Regions from separate parts of the Sus scrofa genome. Here region 1 is linked to region 2. The links are chromatin contacts, called in public HiChIP or PLAC-seq maps. All regions are on one chromosome and are shown on one strand. The core of a region is the stretch at or near the end of the contact, and the rest is flanking DNA. Distances in the headings are between cores, read along the strand shown. Region 1 overlaps MAPK1 (mitogen-activated protein kinase 1). Region 2 overlaps TOP3B (DNA topoisomerase 3-beta-1).

Evidence for each region. HiChIP or PLAC-seq counts read pairs in DNA pulled down with a chosen protein or histone mark.
Region 1: a contact with region 2 is called in an H3K27ac HiChIP or PLAC-seq map of alveolar macrophages. The contact joins two enhancer-like sites. A contact is called at or near these places in 2 of 5 promoter capture datasets (fetal liver and liver) and 1 of 2 datasets of contacts at active chromatin or transcription factors (alveolar macrophages).

What each region holds. Positions count from the first base shown.
Region 1 is chr14:50,149,028-50,155,266 of Sscrofa11.1, reverse strand. It overlaps MAPK1 (mitogen-activated protein kinase 1), which reads right to left. Exons shown (of 9, transcript NM_001198922.1): 4 at 4,972-5,088; 5 at 3,941-4,055; 6 at 3,623-3,754. Among named protein-coding and RNA genes, the nearest start is that of YPEL1, 38 kb to the left of the region's middle. Within about 2 kb of position 1,371, at least 10 of the 83 cell types and tissues checked have an H3K27ac peak or open chromatin away from gene starts, as enhancers often do. A contact at or near this core is called in alveolar macrophages, where this site is marked.
Region 2 is chr14:50,023,700-50,029,736 of Sscrofa11.1, reverse strand. It overlaps TOP3B (DNA topoisomerase 3-beta-1), which reads right to left. Exons shown (of 19, transcript XM_021072739.1): 3 at 5,564-5,749; 4 at 4,527-4,658; 5 at 3,433-3,539; 6 at 2,648-2,722; 7 at 1,396-1,592; 8 at 817-973; 9 at 68-181. The coding sequence starts at 5,633. Among named protein-coding and RNA genes, the nearest start is that of TOP3B, 6.3 kb to the right of the region's middle. Within about 2 kb of position 3,421, at least 5 of the 83 cell types and tissues checked have an H3K27ac peak or open chromatin away from gene starts, as enhancers often do. A contact at or near this core is called in alveolar macrophages, where this site is marked.

The DNA.
Region 1 (6,239 bases), core at 122-2,621, 130 kb before region 2:
ACCACTGTAGTCATTTACTCACTGACAAACGTATTCACCCCTTGGGAGCAGCAGACAGTAAACTTTCTGAGGTGACTGCTCATGTGCCAGGATGTCAACCTGGAGAGAGGTGTGGCCGAGGCACCCTGCAGCCTGAGGTTTCTGGCAGGGTGCACAGGCGGGCTCAGCTCTGGGTCCCACGCCCATCCATCTTCAAGAGTAGATATAAATCAATGTGGTAAACCCAATGTTGGCCAAATGAGAAATTCCATGTAACAAAAGACTTTTCTCATGTCTAGAAAGTGAAGTATAGGGAGTTCCTGCTGTGGTACAACGGGATCAGTGGTGTCTCTGTAGTTCCTGGACACAGGTTCAATCCCCAGCCTGGCATAATGGTTTAAAGGATCCGGCACTGCTACCACTGCAGTGTAGGTTACAACTGGGGCTTAGATCTAATACCTGTCGCAGGAACTCTATATGCCGAGGGGTGACCAAGACAGAAAAAAAAAAAAAAAAAAAAAAAGTGTGTGTGTAAAGGGAAAGTGTAGACAAAAAGTAGGTTTTCTTTGGCTGCACCCCACAGCATGTGGAAATTCCTGAGCCAGAGCTCAAACCTGAGCCACAGCAGCATCTAAGCCACTGGAGTGACAATGCTGGATCCTTAACCTGCTGCACCACAAGGGTACTCTAGTAGGATTTTTAAAAAAAATTTTTTTAAGTATACATAATGAATCTGTCTACAAACAGTACATTTTCAAATTAATTTTTGCCTCTACCTATCATCTTTTTGGGGGGCCATGCCTGAAGCATGCTAAAGTTCCCAGGCCAAGGGAACACAGCAGCGACAACACCAGATCCTTAACCACTATAGGCCACCAGGGAACTCCTCTATCTATAATCTTTGCAACACATACTCACAAGCATTCCTTAGGAAATCAGAGAACAATGACATCTGCCTCACAGGCTAGTGAACTTTTCAGAGAAGAGGTGGCTCTTAGGAATCTGGATACAGACTGAGGCACACTGTGGGCAACAGAAGGTGTCATCCTGCAGCAGGACATGAGGTCTTGGGGCCTCAAAGAGGGTAGGCTTCCAAGGAGCCTCTCCACGTGTCAGGACACTGCACCATGACGGTCAAAGAGTTGGGCACCTCTGGCTCAAATCTGAGTCCCACAGAACACCTGGTAGACCTGAGACCACACCACACACCTGCTGTCACAGGTACTAAAACCTGCCTCATTTCCTGCTCCCAAACCCCTCCCCCAGAGCTCAAGGACACTGCCCCAGGATGTACTTAAATAAGATTAGATACTTTGGTCTGAGTCAGGACACCAGAGGGCTAGCCACAGATCCCAGCAACATTATTCCTATGCCCTGAGTCTGCTGAGAGTGCATGGGGGAAGCCCTCCAAGGCAGTTGGATGCTCTGCTGAGGCAACCATCTCCAAAGCAGACCCTTTAGTTTCTTTGAGTTAAACCCCAGGCCTTAAACCTCCAAGCAACTTCAAAGGGAGAGCTTTTTTTTTTTGGCTATTTGAAAAATCACTGAATCTCTAGCCTCTTCTGAGTGCAAGTGCTATTTCTGCACTGCATACCTACAGAAGGGGAAGGAGAGAGAAATGGGAGGCAGCTGGCAGTGCTGATCTTACAGTCAGAGTGCCTGGCCTCCTGCCTCCCACACGGCTCTGCCACCCACTGGCACGGCTCAGACGGCATGAATCATGCTGCTTGTGCATATGCTTCCCTGGATGCAGATTTTATTTCCCCTCAAAGACTGAAGTCTCTTCAAGGCCTGGATGACGACCAACAGCACTCCTGACTCCCTGACAGCCCCCAGAATGCCACATTCTCCCTCTAACCTAGGTCGGGGGGGGGGGCACCTGACTAGCAGTGCCCACCTCACCTACCCAGCAACAATCCCATCCCAAGTCAGGGATGCCACCTGTCAACTCCATCCTCAACTAGAAGTTCTGAGCAGGGCCAGAGAGAATGGCCGCCTTGCGGACTAAGCCACCGCTGCAGTGCTTCTCCAGCTTTCTGATCTCAGAGCCAGACTCTCAAAAGCTCAGGTGCTGGCAGTCTCCCTCTGCTCCAAGGCAGGTGGGCAGAGAGAAAGAGTAAAAAACATTCAAGTGCTGTTAAGAAAGTGGTTTTAAGCTCACGACCCCCTGGAAGAATTTGGGACCTCAGAGGCCTAAGGAGCACTCTGCCAAGAACTCAAGACTCTTCATCTCACTGAGGCCCCCAGCAGCTCTGGGAGAGACTTCTCAGCCCTTCTCTACCCACACGTGGATCCCCCTTCCTGCCTGCTGACCCACACTTCTCTCGGCACATCCTACACCACAGCTCATGGCAACGGTGGATCCTTAACCCACTCAGTGAGGCCAGAGATCGAACCTGCATCCTCATGGATGCTAGTCAGATTCGTTTTCACTGAGCCATGATGGGAACTCCAAATATTGTTAGTTTTTAAACTATGATTTTTTAAAAAGTATTTTATGCATTCTCTTGGGAATCACTTTGATGTGTGAGTAATGATTTAAACTGATTTTCTTCCAAAAAGCTATTCAACTAGCCCAGTACCATCTGCTGAATAATAATCATTTCTTCCACCTCACTGGAGTAATTTTGGAGAGAAATCTACAATACTACTGGTTCAAGGGACTAAGCAGTCAGAAAATTTCTAACAAACACGTGAAAAAATATTCATATTCACCCTCACTTTTAATTAAAGAAAAACAAAAATGCCACTTCTCCCTTACTTGGTTGGCAAACCCAAAAAGGTTCAATACCCAGAACTGTTGGAATAAAAGACATGTGACACAACTGCCAAACTGCCCTCCAGAGACTCAAATGACTTAGACCCCACAGATTCTCTGAGGATCTCTCCTCCTCCTGATTCCTATGCTGCTAAAGTCGAATGTATCACTGTTTTTTTAAATGGAACATGTTCTTGGTATCATATCTAAGAAATCTTCACCTAACTTAAGGTCACAAAGACTCTATCCTATTCTCTTCTCAGAGCTGAATAGTTGTAGTCCTTATATTTAGGTCTATGTTATTTATTTATTTATTTTATTGCACACAAATGTTCCAGCACCATTTGCTGAGGAGACTGACAGGCACCAGTACAAACTTAAATCTCACATGCATGATACTGAGTGGAAGAGTCCAGATATCAAAGGCTACATATGACATCACTGAATTGCTATGACATTCTGGAAAAGGCCAAGCTATTGGGACAGAGATCAGAGTAGACACGGTTAGGGACCTGGCAAGGGAGCTGATTACAAAGGGGCAGGAAGCAACTTCTGGGGATGATGGAAACACTCCATATCTTATCTGTGGTGGAAGTTACAGGACTGTACCCATCTGTTAAAATCCAAAGACCTGCACAACTAAAATGGGTGAGTTTTACTCTATGTAAATTACTCTACGATAAACCTGACTTTAGAAAGCAGAAAACAAGACACTCCCCTGCACACCCCCTTAGCCTGTAGCCACCACTCCTAAATAAACGGGGGAAAGCAATGAAGAGCAACACCAAAAGCATTATCCGATAACTACAGAGTGACCTCATGCTTTATTGAAGAAAACAAATATAAGCTAAACCTAAGAAAAATAATCAATGAAATCCTATTTACCTTTGGAGTCAGCATTTGGGAACAGCCTGTTCCATGGCACCTTATTTTTGTGTGGAAGAGAAAGCAAATAGTTTCTAGCTTTTAAATTTATTATACAATTCAGGTCTTCCTGTGATGGGGATCCAAGAATACCTATCAGATAAAATAATTAGCTGTTAATCATCAAAGCCAAAGTAAAGCAATCTCACCCATCAGGAGTGGGGCGGAAGGGACCCTGGTACCAAAGTCCTCTCACCACCTCCCAATGCTTTCTTCCCTCATCAAAGAAGATAAGAAAGTTCCTGCCCATCACAGGCTGAGCATGCTCAGAAAGCTTACCCAGAATGTGGTTCAGCTGGTCGAGATAATGCTTCCCCGGGAAGATGGGCCTGTTGGAGAGCATCTCTGCCAAGATGCAGCCGACAGACCAGATGTCGATGGACTTGGTGTAGCCCTGCAGCGGGAAAAAAGACAAGATGAGTGTGACTGTGGCTCTCCATGACACGGGACCTTCCTGCACATAGGCAAGGGGCCACTGAGGGTCAGCTTCTCCTTTGGCTTCGTAATTCAGCAATCAATGAAGATCGCATGGAGAGACAAATAATAATTTGGTTTTAAGATGTTCAACCTTCCCAAACACTAACGTGAACTTCCTCAACACTAACACAAACCAGGTGTGCCCCTTGACAGGACAGAAACACGGTCTCTAGACTATTCATGGCCCAAATGCACGACACAAAACTGAGGTATGTGCTAAAAAAGAGCTAGCCCGCATCCTTCAAGAACATCGAGGTCAAGAAAAGCTGAGGAACTACTGAAGGAGACTAAAGCAACAACGCAGCATATAAACCAAACAGGGAGAAAAGCCACAGAGGTTATTATGATGACAGTGGATGTGAACAGTGCAGAGACACTGGTCAGCACTCACACTTCTGATCACCATGCGTAGTCACACTGGGGGATCCCCTCTTTCTCTGGGCTGGACAAGAATCTACAGGGCGTCCCTCCCTGAGGGCTGCCCAGCGATAGCAGCACCACCCCTCCCAGCTATGAGAACATGACCGCAAAAGTGAAAGTTGCCCCCGGCAAGACTTGGGGAGAGCTGACCAAGGGTGGGATGCAGTGATCGGAGAGGCGCACCCTCCAATCCTGTAACACAGCAGCACTATCCCAGCTGCAGTGGAAAGGCCACAACTCAGGGCCCAGAAGTTCTGTGCTGAACAGGAAACTGGGATAGCACCTTGGTCCTGGCCAGAGAGGCCAAGCCTCAGACCAGGTGGAAACTGGCTTACTGAGAGGAAGGCTGACTGTAACTCACGTCCACAGTTCTTTTGCTTCCTGGTTTCTTTTTATGGAAACTTGGTCCTTACCTTGGAATTTAACATAATTTCTGGAGCCCTGTACCAACGTGTGGCGACATACTCCGTCAGGAACCCTGTGTGATCATGGTCTGGATCTGCAACACGGGCCAACCCAAAGTCACAGATCTAAAAGAGAAAAAAAGCAGGATACCTATTAAGAGATTCTAACCAACTCAGTATCAAAACATAAAACACAAAAAGACAAAAGCAATAAATGATGATAAGTAATTGCTACCATTACCATGTGGCGGAATCTTTGCTGGAATTCTACAAACTCATTCTTTTTTATTTAAAAAAAATTTTTTTTATTATAGTTGATTTACTCTACAAACTCGGGCTTAGATAATCCTCACAACAATCTGGAAGGCAGTGGCCACATATCAGACAAGAAGCGGCTGGAAAGGTCCTGAACAGAACGTGTTTTAAGAGGCATCTGCCATTATTATTTGCTTATTCCTCAGTGATCTTGCTTATGTCACTGGGCAGAAACTGTTCTGCCTCTAAGACAATATTCAACTTTTTTTTTGGTCTTTTTGCCTTTTGTAGGGCCGCTCCTATGGCATATGGAGATTCCCAGGCCAGGGGTCCAACTGGAGCCGTAGCCACCGGCCTATGCCAGAGTCACAGCAACGCGGGATCCGAGCCGCATCTGCAACCTACACCACAGCTCATGGCAATGCCATGATCCTCAACCCATTGAGCAAGGCCAGGGATCGAACCCGCAACCTCATGGATCCTAGTCGGATTCGTTAACCACTGCGCCAAGACGGGAACTCCTTGACTAACTTTTTATTCCTAGTGTCCTATATATAGGGGGCTCTTACCACCAGGTGAATAAACACCTTATTTCAAATGTCTGTAAGAAGCACAACTGAGGTGGATTAACTGGCAGAGACTCTAGTACTGACCACTTTTCACAATATCTGAAGTATTGATAAATAATATCTTTTTTTGGGGGGGGGGTCTTATCTTTTTTTTTTTGGTCTTTTTGCCTTTTCCAGGGCCACTTCCAGCGGCATATGGAAGTTCCCAGGCTAGGGGTCCAATCGGAGCTGTAGTCTCCAGGCTACACCAGAGCCACAGCAATGCAGGATCCGAGCCGCGTCTGCAACCTACACCACAGCTCACGGCAACACCAGATCCTTAACCCACTGAGCAAGGGCAGGGATCAAACCTGCAACCTCATGGTTCCTGGTCGGGTTCGTTAACCACTGTGCCACGACCGGAACTCCATTAGGTCTTTTGTCTTTCTAGGGTCGCACTCTCAGCATATGGAG
Region 2 (6,037 bases), core at 2,172-4,671:
CTAAGTGGGCAGAAGCTTTCAAGCTGCCCTCCCTCAGGCAGTGGGACAGACTGGGCGGCAGGCCCACCTGGGCCTCCTTCTCTGGCTTGGTCATGTTCAGAAACATCTGTGCGATTTCCCGGTCGAACACACGCACTCGGTCCCAGTCCAGAAGGAGAGACCTGTCTTGGTCAGTGTTCACCTGCAGGATGGGAGAACAGAGAGGTTCCAGGTGAGTCAGGGCGGCACCCAGCCCTGTTCAGGTACAGGCACAGTTTGAGGCCTCCCAGCTGAGACCAGGCAGACTGGCTCATGAGGGGATCCTAAAGCTGAGGCTGAGGTGTCCTTAGGGAGCATTGGAGCCCCCACATCTCGTGCCATCCCTGCTCTACCCCTAACTTCCCCGCCACCCCCCACCACACTAGGTGTGGCCCCACCCAGGAGCCCCCCAACCCCATGCTGACTGAAGCAGGTCTGTAATATGTTCTAAATCTTATAAGAAGCCTCCATTCTATTTGGAGAAGGAGTTCTAATACTTTTTAGAAGTTTGAAAGTCAGCGCCCCGTTACCCTAAGTCCAGTCAGTCCTTGGATCTGACCTCCCAGCTGTAGCCCCGGTGGGTGACCTCATCCCACACTGCCCAAGCATCCAGGTCCAGCCTTGTCTTGCCACCTTCATGAAGGCTGGGGCCTGTCCCTGGCACCCATGACATGGCCTGCTCAGTCAGCTGCAAACACCTGTGCCCTTAGCCTGAGGACTATGACAACGATGACGGAGATGCTCAGAGTCCACACCCAAGCTTGGAGAGCCCCAATGTGAAGCCACAGGGAAGCCAACCTTGGCCTGCAGCACCCAGTAGGTCTCTGGTTTGAAGGACTGGATCTTATCGTGTCTCTCCACACAGAAGCCCAAGGTGGGGGTCTGGCACGGCCCGAAGGAGATGAGCGAGCTGTCCAGGTCGCCATATTTCCCCTGGAAGTATTTGGTCTGGAACCTATGGGGATGGGGGGTGGACATGTGTCCCCTCAAGCACCATGGGAGGCAGGCAGGGGGCTGGCTGGCAGTGCGGAAGGAGGCCCAAAGCAGCTGCTCATTGCTCAGGAGGTGGGGTAAAAGGACCCACCCGGCATAGGGGTAGAGAAGGTGTGGGTGGGTGGAGTGAGCTACATGTGCGCTGACAGGAAGGCAGGAAAGAGTAGAGGCTCTGACCTTCCAGAAGCAGGAAGCCCTCTGATCTCACTCCAGGCCCCTCACCCCCTCAAGACCCACCCACTATACTTGTCAGGGAGAGGGGGGCATCTGTCATCTGCCTCAGCTAGAGACTATTTCCTCAGGGAACTGAAAATGCGCCACCTCCCAAGGCCAATAAGGCCGAGGGTGCAGCCCGGGATTGGCCAGGGCAGTGGCCGGGCGCACCTGGTGAAGGCACAGCCAATGCGCAGGTCCAGCTCCTGCCGCGCATCCACCGAGAGCGCCTCGTTGTGGTCGGGCTCGCCCAAGTGGGCCATGGCGTTGCAGATGTCTGTGTCCGTGATGGAGCTGAACCGGGCTCGAAACACTGTCTTCTCGCTGCCATGGGCCTGGTTCATGACAGGCAGCACTGCATCCAGGACCTGAGGGAGGTGGCCTGCTGTAATGCCCAACTTCTCACCAGCATGCCTGGCAGCTCCCACCCTTGCAGAGCCTCCTGTGCGGCCCCTCCCAGCAGGCCAGTCTCCAAGAAACTCCTGTACTCAGCTTCCTCTCCCCTCCACCAAACACCCCTCCACCCCAAACACCCCCTGCCAGAGGCCGTGTCCACCCCGAACCAGGAGGTGCTCTGGCCACGGACATGGGGGGACTCAGCCTCCACCGCCACCCACTCCACCACTTCCCCTCCTTCTGGAGGGAGGGCTGCGTGGACTTGAGACCTTTCAGAGACAGAGGAAGGACTGAGAAGAAAAAAGAAGAGGAGGCAGTGGATAGGAGAGGGGGCCAGGTTGGCTTAGAGCAAGGGCACCGCGGGGTCCTGGGGTCCTGGGGCCCAGACTCACTAAGAATTAGTGAAGGCCGTGCAGTGGGAGGGGAGTCGGTGCTGGAGCCTGGCCATGCAGCTTCTTCACGGGGAAGAAGTGGCTTCGTTTCTGAGGGGAGAAAGCCCATGAGCCGCCACCACTCTGCACTCCAGACACCAAGGTCCCTGGGGAGGGGCAGCCCTGCAGGGGAGGGCGGGCGGTGGGGGACAGTATCTGGGAACAGCTAGAGCAAGTTTCCTGAGAGTGCCAGGCCCTCGGTGAGAGCTAGGGTGTCAGAGTGTGAGGGGCCCCTGCCCGAGGGAGGGCTCACTGGGGGTGGCAGAGGCGGAGGGCAGGGAGGTGCAGACGATGGAGCAGGCAGGAGGTGAGAAGAGGGTGGCGTGTGAAAGGGGGTCACAGCGCTAGCTGAAGTCCCCTGCATGGCCAGAACCACCCTCTCCTCCAGGCAGCCCTCCATCTAGGAAATCCTGCCCCACTGCTTGCTCCTGTGCCCAGCAGGAGAAGGGACACTTCCTCCCCTGGGCAGAGCCCCTGCATCTTAAAGCATTTACAGAATCTCCCTTTAAGTTGGTGCTGGCTCCCCAGGGTGGCAGTGGCCCAGAAATGGCGTGACAGTGGCAGGAAAGCGGATGTGTGAACCCCAGGGCCCTCACCTCAAAGCAGATGTTCTCGCCCTCCTTGTCGCAGTCCAGCCACAGCACGATATAGTCGCAGCCCTTGCCCTCCACCTGCACACAGCACACAGCACACACGGGGACTTGTATCTGCCCGCCCCCACTCTGCCCCCGGTCCCTCCACCCTATCAGGAGGCTGGAGTCCAGGGCAGGGCCTGGGATGGGCTGAGGAGCTGGCTTATCGGGCTAGCTTAGTCTCTCAGGAAAAAAACACTTCAGAATTGTTTTTTCGATTAAAAAAAAGGTTACAAATGACATGTGAGCTTAACCTCCAAAACTGCATAGAAAAAAGGCTGAAATGGATAATTAACTATTAACAGTGGTTGTCTTGGATGGTATGATTATAAATAATTTTTTCTTCTCCTACTTATGTGTATTTTCTTTTTTCTTTTCTTTTTAAGGCCACACCCACAGCACATGGAAATTCCCAGGCTAGGGGTCCAATCAGAACTGTAGCTGCTGGCCTAACAGGAATATGGGATCTGAGCCACATCTGTGACCTACACCACAGCTCACACCAATGCGGGGTCCTTAACCCACTGAGCGAGGTCAGGGATCTAACCTGCATTCTCACAAAGACTATGTAGGATTCTTAACCGCTGAGCCAAAATGGGAACTCCCCTATTTGTATTTCCTAATTTTCCATCACATGTGCATTTGTTTTAAAATCAGGAAACCACCACCAAACTATTTTAAAAGCAGAATCCTGCTCTGGGGGTTGGGTGACCAGGGTGCCCAGGCCAGCTGTGTCAGGGAGGACGCACTTGTAGGAACTTCACCATGTTCAGCTTGGGGTTGGCCTCCTTCTTCTCTGTCGGGGCCTGGCTGAACAGCTCGGCAGGGTCCACCTTGTCCCACTTGTTGTACTTCCCTACAAATGCAGGCACAAGGACATTAGAATCACACTTGACACCTCAAGTGTGTCAAGGGGGGTGCTCAGGGAACATCTTCCCAGAGCGGGGCCTGCCTTCCTGAGCTGTGAGCTGACACCCCTCGCAGGGCAGCCCAGCAGCGATGCCGCTCCAGTCATTCCTGGCCGTTCCCTGTGGCTGGGGCACCACACCAGGCCCCAGAGATGCACTCTACTCATGCATGCCTGGCTCCTCCTGCAACCAAGTTCTGTAACCTCTCCCCACCCAGCACTTGGCTGGCACTTAGCAGGTGCTCAGCAGATCCTGGGGAGCATCTGTCTCCCTGGGACCCTGTCTGGTGTACCCCCTCCTTCCTAGTTTGGGGCATAGGGATCACTTGCCCAGCCCTCAGGCTTCCTCTTAGGTCTCACTGGTCAGACAGAGCCAAGGTCAAGTCCCGGCTCCCCACCTGCTGCTGCTGCTGGTCAATTCAGGGTCCCACTGCCCGGCCACATGACTGGGTGGGAGTCACTGAGCAAAGAGCTGTCGAGGCTGTGCTGTAAGTGGCCTGCACTCAGCACTGCAATTCCCTCTATGCTGGGGCAGCAGACAGTCCTGGGAAGTGATGATGCTGTCCTCAGGCCCGTCACACACAAGAAGCAGCCCCAGCAGGGTAAAGGTCTAAGTCCAGGTCAGACCCTTGTCAACTGGGGCCCTACATTTCACCCCAGTGAGTCACTGAAGCTGGCCTCCCAGTAACAGCCACTGAGTGACCGCAGGACGAGGGTCTAATGGTGGGGCAGCAACCCTCTTCTGCATAACTGCCCGGGCCAGGTCACCACTGAGGTGGGCACCCTGCCCCCAGTCTGCACAGGAGGATACAGGGCACACAGCGATGGAGGGGTACCTCTGGGATGGGGACCCAAGTCAGCACTCCTCAATCCGTTGGCCTCAGACAAACCTTCCGGGCTCAGTGCCATGGAGGGTGAGCAGGAGTGGGGGCTCACCCAGAAAGTCCAGGGTCATCACGTGACCACAGACAGATGTCATCTTGAAGTGGACAGGCTGGCCAGCAAAGGTCCCTGTGTATTCGTGCACCGAGCACGTCCCATTCAGCCCTTTGTGCGAGGACATGTTTCCTGTGAGAGAAGCAGGGTGATGGCCAGGCCAGCAAGCTGTAGCTGGTGTCCCCCTGGCAGTCATGAATAAGGATCCTCAGGGAAAATGGCACTGCTCACCACCTAGCACTGTGTTCGCTCATAGTACTGGTGGGTGGGGGCCAGAAGCACCCCTTGGACGCTCATGCACAGGCACTGGGCTTGTCTGCTGCATTCCTGTGCTCACTCTGAACTGTATTTCTGCCTCTTTCAAACCCAACTCAGAGTTCCCCAGAGCCCCCCTAACTGTTGAACCCTGGGAATTCACTCCCCGACGGTCCCTCAGCTCAATTTTCTTGGCCTCCGGGGACCAGGCACTTCTGGGGTCTCCCCTTCCCTTCAGACCAGGACTTCTCATCCAGCTGCCCTGGGGTCTTCTTCCCCCTCAGCCGGGCTGAGGGGAGGTGATGGCAGATGTATGGCATCTCTGTATCCCCAGCACCCTCCAAACACCAAGGGGCCAGGGTGGGGCCAGGGGGTGTCCTGGGGTTGTGGGGGCTGGGGCCACAGCTCAGCCTTGTGATATGTGACTGACAAGAGGGGCATGGGCTGCAGCTGTGGGGGGAGGTGGGTTCAGAGGCTGGTTCCCAAGGCCCACGACACAGGCAGGGTCCTGGCTGTGTCTTTGTCCTTCCAGTGGACATGCTGCATAAGTTAGCAGGGCTGGTTTCTGTTGCTTGTGACAGACAACCCTGACTGTCACGTGCCACCAGCCATGCCTGCACCTGTGGGGCGCTGATCGAGGCAGTAATCGCAGCCCAGGGACTAACTGACTAAGAGACCAAGGGCTTCCTTCACGCCTGACGTCCCAAACAGAACCTACTCCAGCGATCAGGGGTCACCTTTTGGGAAAAGAAAGGGATGACATGCAGAGCAGTCCCTCGTACCTCGGGAGAGGATCCTGGCAATGGATTGGGCCAGGGACGGCTTCTCTGCGACCATGAGCACGGTCTTCATCCTGTCCCAGTGCCACCAGGTCCTGGCCTCACTCCTTCACTGCTCTCAGGGGAACAGCAGCCAAGCAGCTCAGATTTTGCCCTAGAGCAGCCCCTTACTGCTGCCAATGCTGACTCCTAAAGAGAAAATATGCAGAAAACAGCACTTGAAACTGGAACTTCCACCACTAATAGGCAAATTCATTCTGAACAACAAAACAAACATGAGGCAAGGGAGTTCCCGTCGTGGCGCTTTGGAAACGAATCTAACTAGGAACCATGAGGTTGTGGATTCGATCCCTGTCCTGGCTCAGTGGGTTAAGGATCCGGCATTGCTGTGAGCCGTAGTGTAGGTCACAGAGGCGGCTCAGATTCTGTGTTGCTGTGGCTCTGGTATAGGCCGGTGGCAACAGCTCCAATTAGACC